Regions from separate parts of the Anser cygnoides genome. Here region 2 is linked to region 1. A link is a contact called in public Hi-C data. All regions are on one chromosome and are shown on one strand. The core of a region is the stretch at or near the end of the contact, and the rest is flanking DNA. Distances in the headings are between cores, read along the strand shown.

Region 1 (2,945 bases), core at 408-2,907:
GCTACACACAAGACTGTGCAAAGCTCAGGACCTGTAGCACCCAAACTACTGAATTAGCTCCCAGTTACTTACCAGAAACATCTGCAGAAGCATCTACTAACCAGTTCACCTTCAGTTCACCAAAGCAAGTATCTGAGTCTTGCCTGAGAGCAAGTTTAAGTACTCTATTAAAGAAATCTGAATATGGAAGTAACACTTGAACTTTTATTTTGCTACTTTACAGTAACACCTGAATTATGAGTGTCAAGTGCCACCTCAGGCAGTTGTCAATGTATCTATTACGAATTTAAGAAGTAGCAAAACTATGAATGGCTATCCCATCTGTTTGCTCGGGGAGATTTCACCTTTAGACAGAGGATATTTACACACAAAAATTAGTTTACAGAGCCTAAGTGCCAGAGATTTTCTGAATGTAAGGCAACTCACTCCTGCTACAGCCTCAGCAGTATTGCCTCCCTGCTACCTGGGCAGCCTAGAAATGAAACTCATTTACTCCTCTGACCACAGCAGAGAGTGGAACTGCTTATTAGGAAACATCTCGGAAGACTACATGACAAAAACAGCATACTCGTTAACATTTGCTTGCAAATACAGTTTATTTCGTAGTTTTATACGTGGCGTTTTAATTTAGAGCAGACTTGTACGGCACCCACCTTCAAGAAAGTTAACTACTTGCGTCTTCCTAACGTGGTTTAAGGCAAACTCTGTAGTTGCTGGTCACTGCGTCCGCAGCCCGCTCCCCCCAAACACGTGCAGTCTCCAGAGCCGAGCCGAGCCCCACGGATCCGAGGGCTGGAGCCAGCACCGGCAGCCGGGATAAGGCAGGAGAGGCCGGCAGCTCCCGGCTCTCCCCGAGCGGAGGCACCGCAGAGCCCTCCCATTTCCTCCCCGCCGCAGGCACCACAACGCCGCCCGCTCTCGGGGCCGCCGCGGCTCCCTCCCCCCCCTCCGCCGTGCCCAGCTCGTCCCGCCCGCACCGGGGCCTCGAGCCCTCCACGGGCAGCTCCCTCCTCCCGCCGCGTCCCTGCTGCAGCTCCTCACGGCCTACCTTGGCTCCGGCCCAGCACCTCCCTAAATCCCCCCCCCCGCTCCCTCCCCTCGCCTCGGGGCCGGCGGGAGCACAGCGACACCCTCCGCCTCCCGCCCCTTCCCGGCTCTCCCCAGCCACCAGGCCCCAAATTTGCTACGGAGCGAAAGGGGGGGGACGTCCCTTACCCCCTCCCAGACCACCGCAGCCGCCTCCCCGTGCCTCCACAAAGCCGAGGCGGGAGGCGAGGGGCCAGCAGGCTGCCGGAGGCGGCGCCCCCCGCCCGTCCCTGCCCCCCCCCCCCCCATCCCCACAGGGCCGAGGCCCGGCCGCGCCCCCTCCTCGCCAGGCCTACGGGGGGGGAGGCCGGAGGGGGGGGGGGGGGGGGGCGCACCCCTCCCTATCTCCCTCCCCGCTCCCTTAGGGAGGATCCCCGGTCGTTCCCCAGCCTCCCCCCGCAGCCCCGCGCTCACCCCCGGCCGCCGCCGAAGCTGCTGTAGGCCCGATCGTCGTAAGGATCGAAATCCGCCATCGCCACCTCAGCCTCCTCCCCGGGCGAGCGTGACAGGACCGCGCCCGCAGGACCCCGCGCCGCTTATATACGGCGAGGCCCCGGCCGGGGCTGCCCGCCGCGGTGCCTGTCTCCAGCTCCCCCTCTCCTCGCACCTCCAGCGGGGCTGCCCGCGCCGCTGCCTGTCGGGAAGTCGCCGTCACAGGCGGGCGTGGAGCGCGGCCCCCGCCGCCTTTGTGCCGTGGGGCCGCCGCCGCGCTGAGGGGCTGCGGCTCGCTGTGGGACGAGGGGCCGGGGGTATGGGGCGGGAGCCGAGCCGGGAGGGAAGGAGGGAGCCGCGCGAGGGGAGAGCCAGCAGGGAGCCCCTGCCGTGTGGGGGCTGAGCGCAGCGGTCGCTCTCTCAGTACTCGTCAAAAATAAATAAAAATAAAAATTAATAATAAAGGAGTTCGTGATGAGTTCTTGTTTGCACGTTTCTGGAAGCATTCAGGATCCTTCCCCCCCCTTCCCTCGACCTCCGCCGGTTCCCAAGCGCCCGCACCGCCCTCAGAGAGCCCCGCGCCTCGCTGAGGGGCTGCGGGGGAGAACCGGGGCCGGCCGCGGGGGTTTAACCGGGTGCGTCCCCTCCTCACGGCGCCCCGCTTCCCCCCGGGGCTGGGGAGGGACGGGCGGGGACGGGAAGATGGCGCTGAGGGGGGCGAGGGGGCTGAGGGGGGCGCGCCGGGTGCTGGGTGCGGGGACAGCCCCGGTGCGGGGACAACCCCCGTGTGCGGACAGAAACCGCGTGGGGACACCCCCGGTGTGGGGCCAGCCTCGGTGCGGGGCCAGCCTCGGTGCGGGGCCAGATCCGTCCCCGCTGCCCCGGAAGAGGAGGAGCGGGCAGGGGCCGGCGGCGGCGGCGGCCCCACGTGTGGCGGCGGCGGCATGGCGGAGCGGGCGGAGCGGGCGGCGGGCGGCGGCGGTGTCGCCGACCCCCGCGGGGTGCTGCGGCAGGGCCGCGCCTTCCTCGATTTCTTCTGGGACATCGCCAAGCCCGAGCAGGAGGTGCGGCTGGCGGCCACCGAGAACCTCCTGCGGCACCTGAGGGACGGCGGAAAGGTGAGGGGGGGACCGGGAGGGATGGAGAGAGGGTTGGAGGGGGGCAGGCGCGGCCGGGCCCCGCGGGGTGCTCGGTGCCTGGAGGAGCGGGGCCCCAACCGTGCCTGGATCTCTGTTTCAGGACGAAGAGATGAAGTACGCCCTCAAACGCCTGGTGGAAGGACTGGGAGCCACCCGCGAGGCCGCCCGGCCGGGCTTCAGCTTGGCCCTGGCGCAGGTCAGTGTCGGGGCCGATCGCGGGGGTCGCGCTGTGGTGGCCGTGAGGGTCCCGCAGCTCCCTGCTGGCGTCCCGTGCAGGCAGGTGGCAGG
Region 2 (3,147 bases), core at 199-2,698, 370 kb after region 1:
CTGTGTATTCATCCAGCCTGCATGGAGGCTTTCAGCTCCTGCTGAACCAGCAGAGGAAACCTCTATTCACACAGCAGCAGCGGTTAAACCTGGCACAGCGGAGAACAGCACCACTGCTCGTTGCAGGTTGGCTCTGCTTCTGCCAGAAAGCACAGCCGCAGGAATGCAGACAGGGGAAGGGACCAGGGCTGCCATATCCCAGCCATGCCAGCCCTCAGCACGTTAGGATCAACCTATGGTTTTCTGTGGGGAAGTCACTAGAGCTCACCCAAGACTACAGAGCCTGGTGGCTGAAGGAGCCAGAACGTCTTCCCATGCCACTCCTGCTATGACAGAGCTCGGGGTGTCCAAGCAAAGGGGCAGAAGCGCTCTGCTCTGCTCCAAAGGCTCCGAGCACAACGGCAGGAAAGCCGAATTTACCTCTGCCTGGAGCACCAGAATCGGCTGCCCTTGGCAGAGCTCCACTCCGAGTTGCAGGGTGGAAACTGCTCCTTCCTGCGGTCACTTTCTGCTTTCAGCTTCAGGCCTTCTTCCATCGCTGCCTCAGCCTGCCGCAGGGCTTCTGTCGGTGCCCCGTTTTCATCATAGAACCTGCCCACCAGCTTCCCTTGGAGAGAGGAGTATCGATTAAGACCGTAATATGGAAACAAGGAAAAGCAAGGAATATGACCGGTTTATATTGTTGCTAATTAAAGAAAAAAGAGAACTACACCAGAGGATTTTCCCAGGAGCCCCATTTTACAGCAGGCCTGGGCTTACACCCCTCCCATTTTTTGGCCTCACAGTGATGTACCCACACTAACAAACCCCTGCAGGACGAGCTCAGGACCCCTCACAGACCCCAAAGGGCACTTCCAGACACAAACCCCCCCCATCCTCCCAGCCCCTGCCCCTCGCTCCCACCGCAGCTCCCATCCCCTCAGCGCTCTCCCCGTTCCCCCCTCACAGCGCCCGGCGGGGCGCAGCCCCGGGAGCCCCGTCCCTACCCACGAAGGCGTAGCGGCCGCTGTAGAAGTCCATCCAGCCGCGGAGGGCGGCCAGCTCCGCCGGGGTCAGCGCCGAGACGTCGTCCACCAGGCCCGCGGGGCTGAAGTCGCCGGTGGCGAGCGCCCTGCTCGCGTCCCTCCCTGCGGGCGGCCAGGGCCGGACGGTCAACCCCGCGCCCCCTCACACACACACACCCCGGAGCCGGCCCCACGCACCTGCCAAGCCCTCGTACGCCCCGCCGGGACCGTAGTGCTTGCGGCCGCTCTGCACGTCGAAGACCCGGCCCAGCAGGGCGAGGTAGAGGCCGGGCTCGCCCTCAGCGCCGCGGTGCCGCCGCAGCTCGGCCGCGCTCAGCAGGCGGCCGCGGGGCTCGAACCCGCGACCCAGCAGCCAGGCGGCGCCCAGGCACAGCGCGGCCGCTACCGCCGCGCCCCTCCACATGGCCGCTCTTTGCGACGCTTTCCGCGCCGCACGGCGGTGTGGCGCCGCGCCGCCCTCCCTCCCCGCCGGGTGTCGCGCGGAAGAGCGGCGCGGCCGGGCGGGGAGGGGTTTGCGACACCGCGCCGCGCTTGGCGGCAGTGTGGCGGGGCCGCCGCCGGCCGGGCGCTGACAGGTGCGGCCGGGCCGGGAAGTTGCTGACTAAGGCGGGCCGGGCCGGGCCGGGCCGGGCCGGGCCGGGCGGGGCGGCGGGGCGAGGAGCAGGAGGGCGAGAAGCGGCAAGCGGCGGCAGGAGGAGAAGGAGAAGGGGCAGGGACAGCCGGGCCGCGCCGCCGGGAGGGCTCTATGGGGACGGCGGGCAGCCGCAGCAGCGAGGAGGAGGAGGAGGGAGCCGAGGAAGGCATGGAGGGGGCGGCCGCCGCGCCTCAGCCCGGTTCCCCCTTCCCGGCCGCCGCCGCCCCCGGCCCGGCGCCGCCGCTGCCGCCGGCCGAGGTGCTGCTGGAGCAGGGCCGGCTGCGGGAGGCCACGGCCCGGCTGCGGGAGACGGCGCTGCCCGAGCCGCTGGTGTCGCGGCACCACAGCACGCTGGTGCGCTGGCTGGAGGAGCGCCTGAGCCGCGGCGACGAGGCCGTCAGCCTGGAGCAGTTCTGCGAGGTGCTCGAGAGCGTGTCCCGCCTGGCAGCGGGCTCCCGGGGCGAGAGCGAGGAGGTGAGGGGGCTGGGGGGGGGGTAAAGGGGTGCTGATGGGGGCTGGGGGGGCTGAGAGGGGCTGGGGGGGCTGATAGGGGCTGATGGGGCCTCATAGGGGCTAGGGATGCTGAGAGGGCAGAGGGGGTGCTGTTAGAGGCTTTGGGGGGCCTCCTAGGGGCTAAGGGGGGCTTCATAGAGTCTGGGGGGCTCATAGGGGCTAGGGATGCTGAGAGGGCAGAGGGGGTGCTGCTAGAGGATTTGGGGGCCTCATAGCGGCTAAGGGGGGCTCAGATGGAGGTTCAGACTGGAAATGAGGAGACATTTCTGCTCAGGAAGAGCGGTCAGGCGTTGGGACGGGTTGCCTGGGGAGGCGGTGGAGTCACCGTCCCTGGGGGTGTTCAAGGAATGGGTAGATGTGGTACTTAGGGACGTGGCTTATCCCTGGGGGTGTTTAAGGGAAGGTTGGACGTGGTGCTTAGGGACATGGTTCAGTGGGTGATAGTGGTGGTAGGGGAATGGTTGGACCAGAGGATCTTGGAGGCCTTTTCCAACCTTAGTGATTCTAGGATTCTGTAGGGGCTGGGGGGTGCTGACAGGGGCTAGGGGGCAGTGAAGGGGCCGGGGCACCCCAGTCAGCCCCACCCAGGATCCACAGCAGGTCTGGGGCAAAGGGCTGTGCTCACCGAGGCTGGAGGCACCACGCTGCTGTCGGGCCGGCTGTCAGCCTGCTGAGGTCCCTTCCACTCGTTCCCACTCCCAGTGACCGTGCTCAGCAGCCGCTCCTCAGTTGGAGCCCGTTTACGTCGGCGGTGTGCCTGAGGATGCCCCCAGCGCAGGTGGCACAGCTGGGAGAGCCCGGGGAGTGATCCCTCAGAGGGACCTCGTAATGGGAAGGTCCAAGTTTGCTAGGCGTAATTTTATCGCTGCTTTTCAAAATCAGCAGTGAAATTGCCAACTGTCCCATCGGTGTCCTGTCACTTGCTGGAAAGTTAGAGTGTTGGAGGACTTGGAAGCAAGTAGTAGCAAGCAACCA

The links. Hi-C and Micro-C count contacts between places; a contact is called where the count stands out from the background.
Region 2: a Hi-C map of liver shows a contact between it and region 1, with 2.2 times the contacts expected there. The contact joins the promoter of CYB5D2 here to the promoter of EIF4H in region 1. A contact is called at or near these places in 2 of 7 Hi-C or Micro-C datasets (both in liver).

The regions. Positions count from the first base shown.
Region 1 is chr18:4,562,781-4,565,725 of Taihu_goose_T2T_genome, forward strand. It overlaps EIF4H (eukaryotic translation initiation factor 4H), which reads right to left and starts at 1,658. Exons shown (of 6, transcript XM_048067918.2): 1 at 1,501-1,658. The coding sequence starts at 1,559. It overlaps MYBBP1A (MYB binding protein 1a), which reads left to right and starts at 2,427. Exons shown (of 27, transcript XM_048067905.2): 1 at 2,427-2,636; 2 at 2,758-2,853. The coding sequence starts at 2,463.
Region 2 is chr18:4,932,564-4,935,710 of Taihu_goose_T2T_genome, forward strand. It overlaps CYB5D2 (cytochrome b5 domain containing 2), which reads right to left and starts at 1,449. Exons shown (of 3, transcript XM_048067920.2): 1 at 1,203-1,449; 2 at 421-607. The coding sequence starts at 1,428. ZZEF1 (zinc finger ZZ-type and EF-hand domain containing 1) reads left to right here and starts at 1,566. Exons shown (of 55, transcript XM_048067902.2): 1 at 1,566-2,133. The coding sequence starts at 1,771.